Linked DNA regions of Mus musculus: region 2 is linked to region 1. Evidence: chromatin contacts called from public Hi-C data. All regions are on one chromosome and are shown on one strand. Each heading gives the region's core, a stretch centred on a gene start, on an enhancer-like site or on the middle of the called end of the contact. The rest is flanking DNA. Distances are from core to core; before and after follow the strand shown.

Region 1 (6,603 bases), core at 462-2,961:
AGTGAAACTTTATTTCATCTCATTGTTATTATTATGTAGACTTGCAAGATTTTCTATGGGTTATAAGATTTACCTTTGGGCACAAAGAATATTCTAGGAAATGTAATCAGCTAGAATGCCCGTGTCTTTGCAGGCCAGGGCTGTCAATGTTTCCCTTGGCAAAGAGGTCATTGAAGAACCCTGGGTACCCAAGCCATAAGGCAAGGTGTGGCAAAGGCAAAGACAGGATTTTTCTGCCATGCTCTAATTCTGAACATGGCTATTCATCTAGTGTTTATTTACTAGGAATATTTTCTTTTTAAAAGTATTTATTTAAATATATATATATATATATATACATCTGCATGTATGTATGTGTATCATGTGTGCTCGTATGACTGGCAGAGGCCAGAAGAGGACATTAGATTTCCCTAGAACTGGAGTTAAAGCAAGTTGTGCACCACCTGGTGGGTACTGGGAACTGTGTCTTTGTTCTCAGCAAGAGCAGCAAGGGTTCTTAACCCTCCAGCCTCTTGAACACTTTCTTAAATTTGTCTCATGTCTGCACAGTTTTATAAACACTTTCCTTTGCTCCCTGTTGCACCCTCACAAACAGTTCTCTTTACATGTGCCCACAAAGGGGACAGAGAAAGAAGGTCGATGGTTTTATGTAGAATGGCCACATGCTTCAGTTTAGGGGAGCATGTAAAGAATGAGCAATATATGTGGAGAAATAAGCCTGGTGTGTCTTGATACACCTATGTTCTTATACAGAGGTCTTGGCCCCAGATCCTTAATAGGAGTAAGTGAATGATAAAAACAGAAATATAACCAGTGAAGCAAAACTACAGTGGTCCAGGAAGAAAGTTAACAGAAACTTTTAAAAATTATGCAGCAACAAATATTCTACACTAAGAGAATGGTTCCCTTTATGATCCCACAGAGCCCTTTGTGGTTGGTTAATCTTATGGAACTGACTTTGGAGTTAGGAAAAGTAAAATTATTGAATTATGTACAACTGTTGTACTGAGTCTCAAGACTGTAAGAAAACCACCAGCGAGAGTAACTCTCCAAAATCCTTGATCTCTGGATTAATGGCATCAACCAAGCACTGAAATGTTTTAAATTTGATTCAGGCTGTTTTCTCTGCCTACGTTTACTATACCCATTAATGTGGGAATGAAAGCCAAATATCAGAGAGCAATATGAAAGATGATTTCCCTGTCTCCAACTCTCCAGCTATGTCATTCTAAGTTCTGCTTAGCCCACAGAACATACCAGGAGGCCTCTGCATGCAAGTGACAGAGTCTGGCTTGATGAACACTGTGTGACAATATGCAATAGATTAAAAGATAAGCAACCACTCAGGAGGCCTGCAAACAGAAGGGCCATGTGGGCTCAGGGTATGGTGGTGTGTCACACAAACAGGAACACTTTCCTTAACAAGAGCTTGGAAGTGTTAGTGTTACCAGAGGAGACACCAGGGATATAATCCAATCTTTTCCTTGCAAAAAGAATTCAAGCTGTGACCTGATTGTTCTCAGTCACCATGAGCTCTGTTTTTGATGAGTTACAACTGAAGCTTGAGGAGGGGGAGTAAAAATAATAGTCTGCGTCTCATACTCTGGATCTGGTAATGTCTGAAAGTAAAGCAGGGCCCGAGAGTTAAACACTCTAATGTGACCATAGAAGCAGCTGGCACTTGAAAATCAAATCATTTCCTGTGTAGAGGTCTCTGACAGCAGAACACTCCATGTAGGGTAACAGGGAAGGACCTCTCGGTTTGCTCTCCCTATCAGCCCTAGGCTGTGAGCCCATCCCCAGGCATGACGAGGACAAAGGTTTTCTGGAGAATAATTAACCCCATACACTTTTACAGAATCTACTCATAAATGCTTTGGACACTACACCTCCCCCCCTTTAAAGATGCTGAAAATTTCTGACGTCAAAATATTTTTAACTTTTTTATCCATTTCACATTAATGCATGCTTTCTCCATGTATTGAACCATGGACATGTTTGGCTGAACAAATAAAGCCTTAAGAAACCTACTTCCATGATACCCATTTTGGGAAGGGCAGTGTCAGGTAAGGCAGTGTAATGCAGAACACGTGTAAGAATGCCTGGTGTGGGGCTGGAGCTTAGTTCAGGTGGTGGAATGCTTGCCCAGAACTCATAAGGCACTGGATTCACTCCCCAACACTAAAGGAGTAGAGGCAGGAAGATCAGAAGATCAAAATTATCCTTGGCTCATAGGAAATCAGAGACCTGAACTATAAACAAAACATGATCTAGATGGTATGGCATGGACCTTCCGTGAATACTGTGCTGAATGTAGGCAAGGTGGACTAGGGGTTGTTTGTCTTTTGCATTTGTGCTTCATATCATCACACTGCACATTACATACACAGGTGATATCATCTGCAAATTTCAAACAAAGAAATGGAATTGAAGAGGCAAAACACAATTATTTCTACTTAAAATTGAGAGTGTGTGTTTTTTTTTAATTAAGACAGGGGTGTAATTTTAGCTCACATATAAAGTGTTTGGCACAATGGGACTCTCATTTATAGATATTTCCATTAAGCTCCCAAACACCACTTCCTTTTAAATCACAAGGCCAAGAGGGTAAGGGCAGTGATCTAAAACCTTATTAAGACCACACAAAGATTAATCTGGGGTGGGCTGTATTTGGGAATAGGCCGTATGGCTCCCTCATGGGTCATTTATAACCTATTAAGAATGAACTGAAGGAAGGGTGGAAGGGAGAGATACAGTTGTGCACACAGAGAGACCACACAGAAACATAGTCTGAAAGCTTTGTTTTGTTTTCCTAGTTGTCAGATGATTTAAAAACTGATTTTGGATAGGAATATGAGAGTAGAATTTATTCTTAAATGTATATTCTCCCGGGAAAGGGAAGAGCCTTGGGACATATAATTTGATAGGGTTGATGTGGGACAGAAACCTCTGTTCTTTTCTTTTCTTTTCTTTTCTCTTCTTTTCTTTTCTTTTCTTTTTCTTTTTTTTTTTTTTAAACCTCATTTCTTGAAGCAATGAATTAGAGAGCTGGATACAAATTACAGGAAAAAAAAATGTACTAAAGAAACCAGGACTTGGAGGGTGTGGTGATACATGCATGGTATCTCATCCCTTAAAAGACTGAATCAAGAGTTAAAGGTCAGCTGAGCTCATACTGAGCTCTAGGTCAGCTTGGACCACAGAAAGAGAGACTTCGAAAGAGCAGTGGTGGAGAAGTCAGGACAGAACAGGGTGGGAGGAAAGGAGATGGGAAAAGAAAGAAGTAAGGGAAGGGAAAGTAGAGAAGAGGAGGGGAATGAGGGTGGGGAGGGGAAGAAGAAAGGAAAGCAAGTCCTTAGACTGTTTTTTTTTTTTAACTTTTTCCAATTTTTTATTAGGTATTTCTTCATTTACATTTCAAATGCTATAGAATGTTTCCCTTTGTCAGCTTGGAAGCACCATAGGCAGATACTAAAGCAAGCTTTCATGTACAAAATAAACAAACAAACAAAAAAAATCATTGAGTGGTCTTCTATAAAGACAAAGGTGGGGGCAGGGAGAGGGATGAAGAGGGCCCACAGAGATGGGCAGCTATGACAGAGGGAAGGGAACTCACAGCAGCAAGCCGCTACACACTTCTCTCTGTGCAGTGCCTTATGGGTCCATGGGGAATGCTGGAGGACCAGTCAGGAAGCTATCTGGAAATGGAAGAGTGACGGTGGCCTTGGTTAAGATGATGGCTGGAAACTTAGAAAGATGCACATGTTCCAAAAGTCTGAGCAGAGTCAGTTGAATGGAAGGAAGGAAAGGAGGGGAGGACAGAGGAAAAGATGGTCAATGGGTCCCATCCCTTCACTGGTCACTCCTTTGTCTTCAGAGATTCTGCACTGGGCCTGGCTTGTGTTTTGTGGGCTGTTTTATTGTGGAGAGATCCTGATGAAATATAGGTTACTTGTTGAGTGTGCTATTTAAGAAATAACGGTCATATACATTATGTAGGTGGAGAAATTGATAGGGAAATTAAGAAATTTGAATAAACTACAGTTCTTCATTTTTATTAAGATGGGCTTTAGTGAATGGATCACCAGGGTTCTGAGAACTCATTCAGTGAGCAAGCTGGGGAAGGACCCTTCCCTCAGGAGAAGAGCAATGCAAACCCTTGACCCTAGTCACAAGGGCTGTAGACAATCCCTGACTTGTTTGATAAGAGCATATGCCCATGTGGATGAATTTGAAATGACTTTTAAGCTCATAAAAGCATATTAGTGAAAAAAAGCGTAGCCCTTACAGCACATTAGACATCCAATGGTCTGGATCTCCCACAGCTGTGTGGTAATACATCTCAAATTGTCGTCATGCTTCCTAAGTATTCAAAACGTGCTACTCACTTGTTCTTTGCACTAAAGCTTTCTGTGGGTGACCCAGACAGACGGTTTCTTGATCACCTCTGGGAGTCTGTCGTAACGCTTACACATCACACAGAAATTACTGGGTTTGTGCCCAGACTCCCTCAGTTTGTTTGTGCTTCCTGTTTGTGTAGCTTCTATGCCCATTGTTTTTAGTCTAAATCAATGATATCTGGAATACACTGATGTTTAAAAATATTGAATGGATGATAATACATGCTTACTGCTATAAAAGAAAACACATAGTATTAAATTTTAAGAAAGTGGATGAATTAAAATACAAATATGCTGTTCCATTAAAATCTCAGCAGTGTGTTGGCCTGTATAAAGACCAAGCCTGGTCAACATGACAAAGTGGATAAGAGGAAGCCATACCAGGCCCCACTCCTAGATGAAGGGGCACCAAAACAATGGCTATGACAGCAAGGATAGGCTCCATTCCTGGATGAAGAGGCACTGAACCAATGGCTGTGGCAGGAAGAAAAAGCATGAGAGAGCCAAGGCCCACACCTGCACCTGCCTACATTACAGTAATATAGAGCTCTTTATGATGTTAATGGGAAGAAATACATACCATTCAAATGGAAGCATTCTTGACCTGATTCTTAGCACATGTTGATACCCTGTTCAATTTTCACGCTGATGCAGGATGACTCTGGAAAGTTGTGCCATTTATCAGAACTAACTGGTGCCATGAGACCTCTGGGATTTGCTTAAGCATATCCAGCTAATTTTCTCTTAGCTTTCATGTTTCCTTTTCCTAGATCCATCCTTGACCTCCTTCAACTCCAATTGTAACAATAACCCATGTAGAAAATCACAGCAGCCCACCAACTCGTTAGCTACTTTTCTCCTTTCTGTGACCTAAAACCTAATTTGGTGATTGTCTCAGTCAGGACCTCATGACCAAGAAACAAGTTGGGGAGGAAAGGGTTTATTCGGCTTACACTTCCATACTGCTGTTCATCACCAAGGAAGTCAGGACTGGAACTCAAGCAGGTCAGGAAGCAGGAGCTGATGCAGAAGCCATGGAGGGATGTTCTTTACTCGCTTGCTTCCCTGGCTTGCTCAGCCTGCTCTCTTATAGAACCAAGATTACCAGCCCAGAGATGGTCCCACCCACAAGGGGCCTTTCCCCCTTGATCACTAATTGAGAAAATGCCTTACAGTTGGATCTCATGGAGGCATTTCTTCAACTGAAGTTCCTTTTTCTGTGATGACTCCATCTGTGTCAAGTTGACACAAAACTAGCCAGTACAATTGACCCCTTGTCAACTTGACACACAAACACATCACTAGTAAGCCTCAACCCTTAATTTCTTATTCATCCCCAAGATCTAAACAACTTTAAAAGTCCCACAGTCTTTACATATTAAAAGTCAACCCCATTAAAATGTCCAATATCTTTAAAAATCCAAAGTCTTTTTACAATTAAAAGTCTCTTAACTGTGGTATCCACTAAAATAGTTTCTTCCTTCAAGAGGGAAAATGTCAGGGTACAGTCACAATCAAAAGCAAAAATCAATCTCTAACCATCCAATGTCTGGGATCCAACTCACAATCTTCTGGGCTCCTCCAAGGGCTTGGGTCACTTCTCCATCCATGCCCTTTGTAGCACACGCATCATCCTCTAGGCTCCAGATGCCAGTACTCCACTGCTACTGCTGCTCTTGGTGGTCATCTCATGGTACTGGCATCTCCAAAACACTGCATAACCCTTTCAGTCCTGGGCCGTCAATTGCAACTGAGGCTGAATCTTCACCAATGGCTTTCCATGGCCTCTCACAATGCTGAGTCTCAGCTGCTCTGTGTGACCCCTTCATGCCTTCAAAACCAGTGCCACCTGGGTGACCCTTACACATTACCAAGTCCTGCTGCAGCAAGCTTAGCAAGCCAGGGGAAGCAAGCCAGTAAGGAACATCCCTCCATGGCTTCTGCATCAGCTCCTGCTTCCTGACCTGCTTAAGTTCCAGTCCTGACTTCCTGCAGCAGGAGTACAACCTTGGCTATCTCTGGAACACAGCCTCTTTGTGCTTTCAGAAAACACTTCCCAGAAGATGTCATCTCAACGATGCTGGTCTCTTCTTAATCACTGCTAATTTCTTAGCTCCAGCTAACCACCATCACTAGTCCCAGTAATGCAAAAGTTTCACTTTATGTGAAAACTGGTATCTTGTTAATCACAGCTGATTCTTCA
Region 2 (6,506 bases), core at 3,825-6,324, 300 kb after region 1:
CCTCATTCTGTATACTTTTGTAAACATGATACACTTGCCAGGCTAGCCTTGTAAGACTCATTATGTCGCTCTGGCTATCCTCAAACTAGTGGTCCTCCTTGCCAACTTCAGGAGTGCACTACCCTGTTTGTCTTGTGAGTAAAGGCTCCCATAACAGAGGCTGGGATCTAGAAAGATGTGTTCACTGAGACAGTTCTGAGAACTTGGGTTTGGGATGGAATCTGAACCTTGTCTTACTGTGCAAACATTCCTTTATGCCCCCCTAAATGAGTCACTTAAGTAAGTAAATGACAGAGATACTCACCATTGGAAAAAATGGCCCCCTGGGGGAAGGACAGCTCATGGCTGTGCTCGGCTTTGCAGGAGTACATGGCTTGGGCTTGGCTGAAAGATCAAAGCAGTTTATAAAAATAGCATTCAATTCTAATATAGCTAAAACTACTTTTTAAAACTAATTTATTTATTTACTTTATATTATGAGAGCAGCTTCCCCTTGCTCCATCCTCCCTGTCCCTTCCTCTCACCTTACCCTCCCCCAGTCCTCTTATCTCCTCATAAAAGAGGAGGGCACTCTCAATACGCAACCTGGCACGTCAAGTTGCTAAAACTACTCTTCCTTTTTCTTAAAAAAAAAAAAAAAAGATTTATTTATTTATTATATGTAAGTATACTGTGGCTGTCCTCAGACAGCACCAGAAGAGGGCATCAGATCTCATTAAGGATGGTTGTGAGTCACCATGTGGTTGCTGGGAATTGAACTCAGGACCTCTGGAAGAGCAGGCAGTGCTCTTAACCTCTGAGATATCTCTCCTGCCCACTAAAACTACCCTTAATTAATGTTAACATAAAGACAAGTACAAACGAGTCCACATCAATGTATTCTTCACAAACAGTGTGTGATCCTGTTGTGACCAGATCACACCCTGTGCATCACTGACACATTGGAAATTCTTTTTGTGTTTCTACACAACACATCCTAAGGAGGCAACACAACTGGTAACCAGCAACAGAGGCTCGTTTAAATATGTTGTGATCTGGCTGGGAAGTGGTGGTACGTGCCTTTATTTCTAGCACCCAGGAGGCAGAGGCAGGGAGATCTCTGTGAGACTGAAGCCAGCATGGACTACAGAGCAAGTTCCCCAATGGCCAGAGCTACGAAGAAGACCCTAGTCTTGAAAGATGACAACAACAAAAATATGCTGTGGTTTGTTAGAAAGCTGCTGATCATGCTCCTTTTGCTGTGGTTTTGTTTTTGCTTTTGTTGTGGTTTGGTTTTTTCCCCCACTTTAATTTTCAGGCTACCTTATACTTAGAAGATACAGTAAATACGTTGCATACATGTGATATTAGAAGAATAACAGTAGAAGTTGCTGATGAAAAACCAGTATCTGCCACCTCATTGTGTGGATGATGATGGATGCCAATGGATGCTTTGCAACCCACAAAGGTATTCATATCACCTCTTAAAAGCAACAACAGCAAACTTCTACAGCTTTCACCAAATGCTCTGTGCAGACAAAACCTCTGTCTTAAGAGCAGCCAGAATTTGGGGGTTTTGTATGAAGTCTAGTTTAAAAACACCAGAGTCCACACTAAAGCTCCATCAACCAATGCTGGTCAGGGAGGAAGTCACCAGACAAGTCCCCTCTCCTCTGCCACATTCAATTATATCCCAAAAGACTTGCCAGACCCCTGACTCCACCCTCCATGTCTTCTACCAGCAATGCCCAAACAAGGACGTTTCTGGCTTTATTAACTTGATGGCTTCCCTGGTACCCTACAACCTCTCAGCTTCCTGTCCTGGTCATCTCCTATCCTATTATCTCCATAGCAAGCAGAGAGCAATCCCACAGTCATCAGAACCTTTAATGGTGCTCTAGTGATCTTGATGTTCATCGTAACTTCTACTACTGCAGGTCAGGCTTTCTCCCCACCATTCTCCATTAATCTCTGCTGCCAGGTACAAAAGTGAAAACACTTTGCCAAGACTACTGCTGCTCTTCCTTTTTCATTCTTTAAGCTCTGGCACCTCCCTATATGCATAGCCACTACTCGTTACAGGTTTTGCTGCTCCATAGAATCCCATACTCTCTTCTCCCAGCATCTGTTTGCAACTGTCTCACCTTATCCTCCGATGCTTGGCATCCTTCTCTTCCTACCTATTACTTGTGTTCTCCAAGCATGTGTCCACATTGATCACAGCCCTGAAAAGTCCTACTGACAAGTTTTGGGTCCTCCTGAGTCTCAAACCATTCCACCAAGAGTGGTCAACTCTCCCTTCCTCAGGCTGTAAAAAGCCACATGAGTGATTTGTGTACATCTTTATGGATCTTTGTGGCAGCCAGAACCCACATGGTTGTTTGTTTGTTTGTTTGTTTGCTGTCTGGATCAAGGACATCCACTAAAATGATGTCTTGACATCCTCTGCTTCCACTCACTCTGTCAGTTCTCAGTGTCCACAACAGGGGTCTCTCTCTGAGCTCTTTAGAAGGAACACCAAGCAAGTATGGGGAAGATTAGTCAGGGAAAGGGACTCATGTGGAATTTAGTTTCAGTCAACAGAACAAAAGTACACACCAGAAGAGTCTGATGTGTTTCAAATTTAGAAACACAATCATTAGAAGCTTGAATATTTCATACAACTAACTTCAATAATCACAATAATAGTTATAATTGAAGAAGAGACTGCCTCCAAGGCATCAGCTATTCATTTCAGAAATGTTATTGTATATATTCACAGTCGTTTTTGTAAATGCAGAATTATGATCTTCATTTTACATTGGAAACATAGACATCTGAAATGCATAACTATGCAGCACTACAAATGATGGCCCAAAAGTTTGAATGAGGGTCATCTGTCCCTGAGAGTGATGTGTGATCTACAGTGTATATGTCTCAGTAAAAATTAAGAACACAGTCCATAGGTACTTGGATTGGTTGATGAAGGGAGCCTAGACATCTCTGCTGAAGCCTATCTGAAGTTGATTTCAGCTTTAGAATATACAGAATTATTACAAATGCATAGGCTGATTATTAAACATCTAAGTGTGTCTTTATCATGGGACAGCCCTCTGATTTCCCTAACAGCTTGCTTTGCTAAAGCTCATGGGTTATCTTTATAATTATAGTCCTGGCCAGCCTCCATATCCTTAGGCTCCTCCTCAAACACATGTTCAACCAACCACATTGAAATATTCAGAAAAAAAAAGTATCTGACTTGAAAACATACAGATCTTTTCCTTGTGAGCATTTCCTAGTCAAGACAGATATATCTGTTTACAAAGCATATATATGTTAGATATTTTAAATATTCTATGATGGCTATATCAAGGCAGATATAAATAGGTATTATGCAAATGCTACACATGATGTATGAGAGGCTGAACAGCCATGAATTTTGTGCACTGGAGGAAAGGTCTTAACTAATCTTTTTATGGAAAGTGACACAGGTTTGCTATTCAGTTTTTACTGAACATGAAGACTACTTAGCACTTCATAATAGAAAGGCTCCATCTAGTGGAGCAATTCCACTATTGGCTCTTAACCTCCCTAATGCTTAGATACAATTCTTCATGCTGTGGTGACCCCCCCCCCCCAACCATAAAATTATTTCATTGCTACTTCATAAGTTCAATTTTGCTACTGTTATGAATCATAATGTAAATATCTGATATGCAGAATATCTGATATGTGAGCCCTGTTAAAGGAGTCACAATTCACAGGTTGAGAGCCTCTGCAGGACAGACAGGCAGAAATATAAGGTTAAGTCTCTACACTGAGGCCAGAAAGCAACAAGAACCTCAAAGAAATGGAAGTGATGTTTGTTGTGGCATGGTGGCTCAGTATCCTGTGCCTTTTCTGGAAGGAAGCATACCTAGACTGGTATGTGTGATCATTCTGGCATGGACTTCATTCTGTGCAACAATTATTGTACAAAAGTAGCATGATGATTCCATGTAGGAATTCAAACTAGACAAATCCAAAACCAACATGCAAACTGTATTTCACGTTTTTTGCCAAGAAAGTCATTGTTACCTTTAATAACTAGCATGTGCCTATAACTATCCAGGCAGAAAGTATCCTAAAGGGAACACTTGTGTTCCCTTTGGTTGTCAGACTATTAAAACAATGGGGCCCCCAAGGAACTGGAATTCCTCCAAGAAACTCATATAGAACCGTGAAAAAAGCAGAAGCCTAGTATCCCAGAGGCGCCCTTCTCCTGGGAGACATTTTACACAGTTCTGACAACTTAGTAGACAACCTTGTAAGAGATAGTCAATGATGGGGCAGGCTATTCCTTGACCAGGACTGCTTAGTCATACATATATTTCTCTTGCCCTCTCTTTAAACACAAATCTTTTTATCACACCACAAAGAGGGTCCTGTTGGAGGATGTCACCAGGCCTCTTTGTTCCTCTTCCCGAATGTGTCCACATTGAATAAATCTTATCTTTCTGCTTTTCTTTATTACCTGTCTCTTTAATTAGTCTACCAAGAACAGGTGGACAGGCCTGGCTTATTTTGTTAAAGCTCTGTGGAATGACTTGCAAGAACATGAGTTTGACTCTAACTACAGATGATGGCATGGGATGATGTGTGCTTAAGACAGGCTTGCTGGGAAGTTCATATACTTTTGGAAAATTGACCAAAAAAAAAAAAAAAAGCAATAAACAACAGCATGAGTATAATTAAAAATTAACACCACGAAGCTTTGGTTGAGTAACTTCCAGAAGACAGACAGACAGACAGACAGACAGACACAGACACAGACACACACACACACACACACACACACACACACACACACACACACACAGAGCAACTATCCAGTTGTGGTAGCTCAGAAATGCCCCAGTATATCTGAAAGGATCAGGAGGTGAGGCAGGTTTGTTCTATAAGTGAGCTCATTTATGACGTACCTCTTCTAACGAGAAAACTTTGGGAAACTGGCCACCTTCAAGCAATTTCATTATTCAAATTATAACCAAACTCCTCTGCAGATTGGAGGAATTTGGAGAGAATGAGGAAACTGGAACTTGAGATAGAAGCAGCAAGGAGCAGACTCACAAGACTGGAAACAGAGCCAAGTACCATCCAGAAAAAAACAGAGGCTCCTTGGCTAGTGAGCTCTGCAATACTGTGCTATATTATACAGCATTTTCTGGAAGATTCTTTTAGAGCAGCAATAACTTTTAAAAGTCAAAAATATGTTTTTGACCATTGGCCCAAAATTTACTATCGTTAGACATGTACTAAGAGAAAGTTACAGTAATTTCTATTCTTAGAAAATTTGTTTACAATCCTTCTTTTGGACAAGAGTGAGAGCAGGACCTCATGTATCCCAGGTTGGCCTGAAACTTTTCATGTAGCCAAAGATGATCCTCAACTTCTGATCCTCATGACTTCACCTCCTGTGCCCTAGGATTACAGGTGCACACTCCCACATCTAGTTGATGGTCGGTTGGAGATCAAACCAGGGCCTATGTATGCCAGGCAAGCACTCCTCAACTGAGTTGCAGTCCAGCTAGAATTCTTTTCCAAGCATTTTAGAAGAAAGGCATCATGGTAACAACCTGATACAATGCTGTTTGCAGACATACTCTTCCTGGGAAAGGCCACTGGACAAGGCTTACTTCATTATCTGAAAAACTGAGGTCATGCCGGCCACAAATTGTGTTGTATGAGAACAATGGAGCCCCTCACAGCCCCCGATACGATATTTTACTTAGTTAATATGTAACTGCTTTAGAGGACCTACCGTCCAGAAGAAACTGGCTTGGGTGACCCAGCATTTTCAAAGAGTTGAGCCTTTGCTGCCACTCTGAAAAATATTTTTAAATGTATTGAGTAATATCTTAAAAAGAATATTTAGAGAGTTACAACATTTTCATATTTTCTGAAGTCAATTAGAAAAGGCATTCTGTTCAATGGGATATTCAGGACTATTGTGCAATCAAAGCAAAACAGTTCTGAACTGCCCTCCAAAATGGAACCACAGTGGAACTTCTTTCTGCTTTAATATGAAAGAGTCCTAGCTGCAGCTGATGGCTCACGGAGCCTGAGACTGTAGTAGACCTTGCTCCCTGGGCTCTTACTGTCCTCTCTTTTCACCTCTGAAAACAGAGGTCGCAGCAGAGAGAATATTCTCTCCCGCTCAGCTCCCACCAGGAAGCATGCTATTGGCTCATATGAATCAGCAGGGAAGAATCACAGTTGATGCGACAGGAGGAGCTGTTGTTGTTTCTGACTGCAGAGGGAGATTACTTCTGACTGCAGAGGGATATTATTTACTGTGTTTGCTATAAAGCAAAAAGGATAAAAACTCTGAAAAATGCCTACTAAATGAATGTGTTGATTTGCATCTTGAGCAGTCACAGAGTGTGTGTTGGAGAGTGGGGAGGGTAAGATGGAGATACTGGCTACAGAACAATGGAAGCAAGTACAGTTAACGAGTACTTGATAAATAAACACATAGAAATTTGAATTCCATGAATGAGGCTATAAAT

The links. Hi-C and Micro-C count contacts between places; a contact is called where the count stands out from the background.
Region 2: a Hi-C map of uterus shows a contact between it and region 1, with 3 times the contacts expected there. The contact joins two enhancer-like sites. A contact is called at or near these places in 9 of 484 Hi-C or Micro-C datasets (cerebral cortex, cortical neurons and uterus), 1 of 115 datasets of contacts at active chromatin or transcription factors (PVALB interneurons) and 1 of 9 other capture datasets (embryonic stem cells).

What each region holds. Positions count from the first base shown.
Region 1 is chr9:8,702,385-8,708,987 of GRCm38.p6, forward strand. The region is part of intron 3 of Gm32014 (predicted gene, 32014); the gene reads right to left. Among named protein-coding and RNA genes, the nearest start is that of Gm32014, 35 kb to the right of the region's middle. Within about 2 kb of position 1,712, at least 6 of the 459 cell types and tissues checked have an H3K27ac peak or open chromatin away from gene starts, as enhancers often do. A contact at or near this core is called in uterus, where this site is marked.
Region 2 is chr9:8,997,862-9,004,367 of GRCm38.p6, forward strand. Arhgap42 (Rho GTPase activating protein 42) reads right to left here. Exons shown (of 24, transcript NM_001372563.1): 22 at 5,759-5,821; 23 at 305-384. Among named protein-coding and RNA genes, the nearest start is that of Pgr, 100 kb to the left of the region's middle. Within about 2 kb of position 5,075, at least 4 of the 459 cell types and tissues checked have an H3K27ac peak or open chromatin away from gene starts, as enhancers often do. A contact at or near this core is called in uterus, where this site is marked.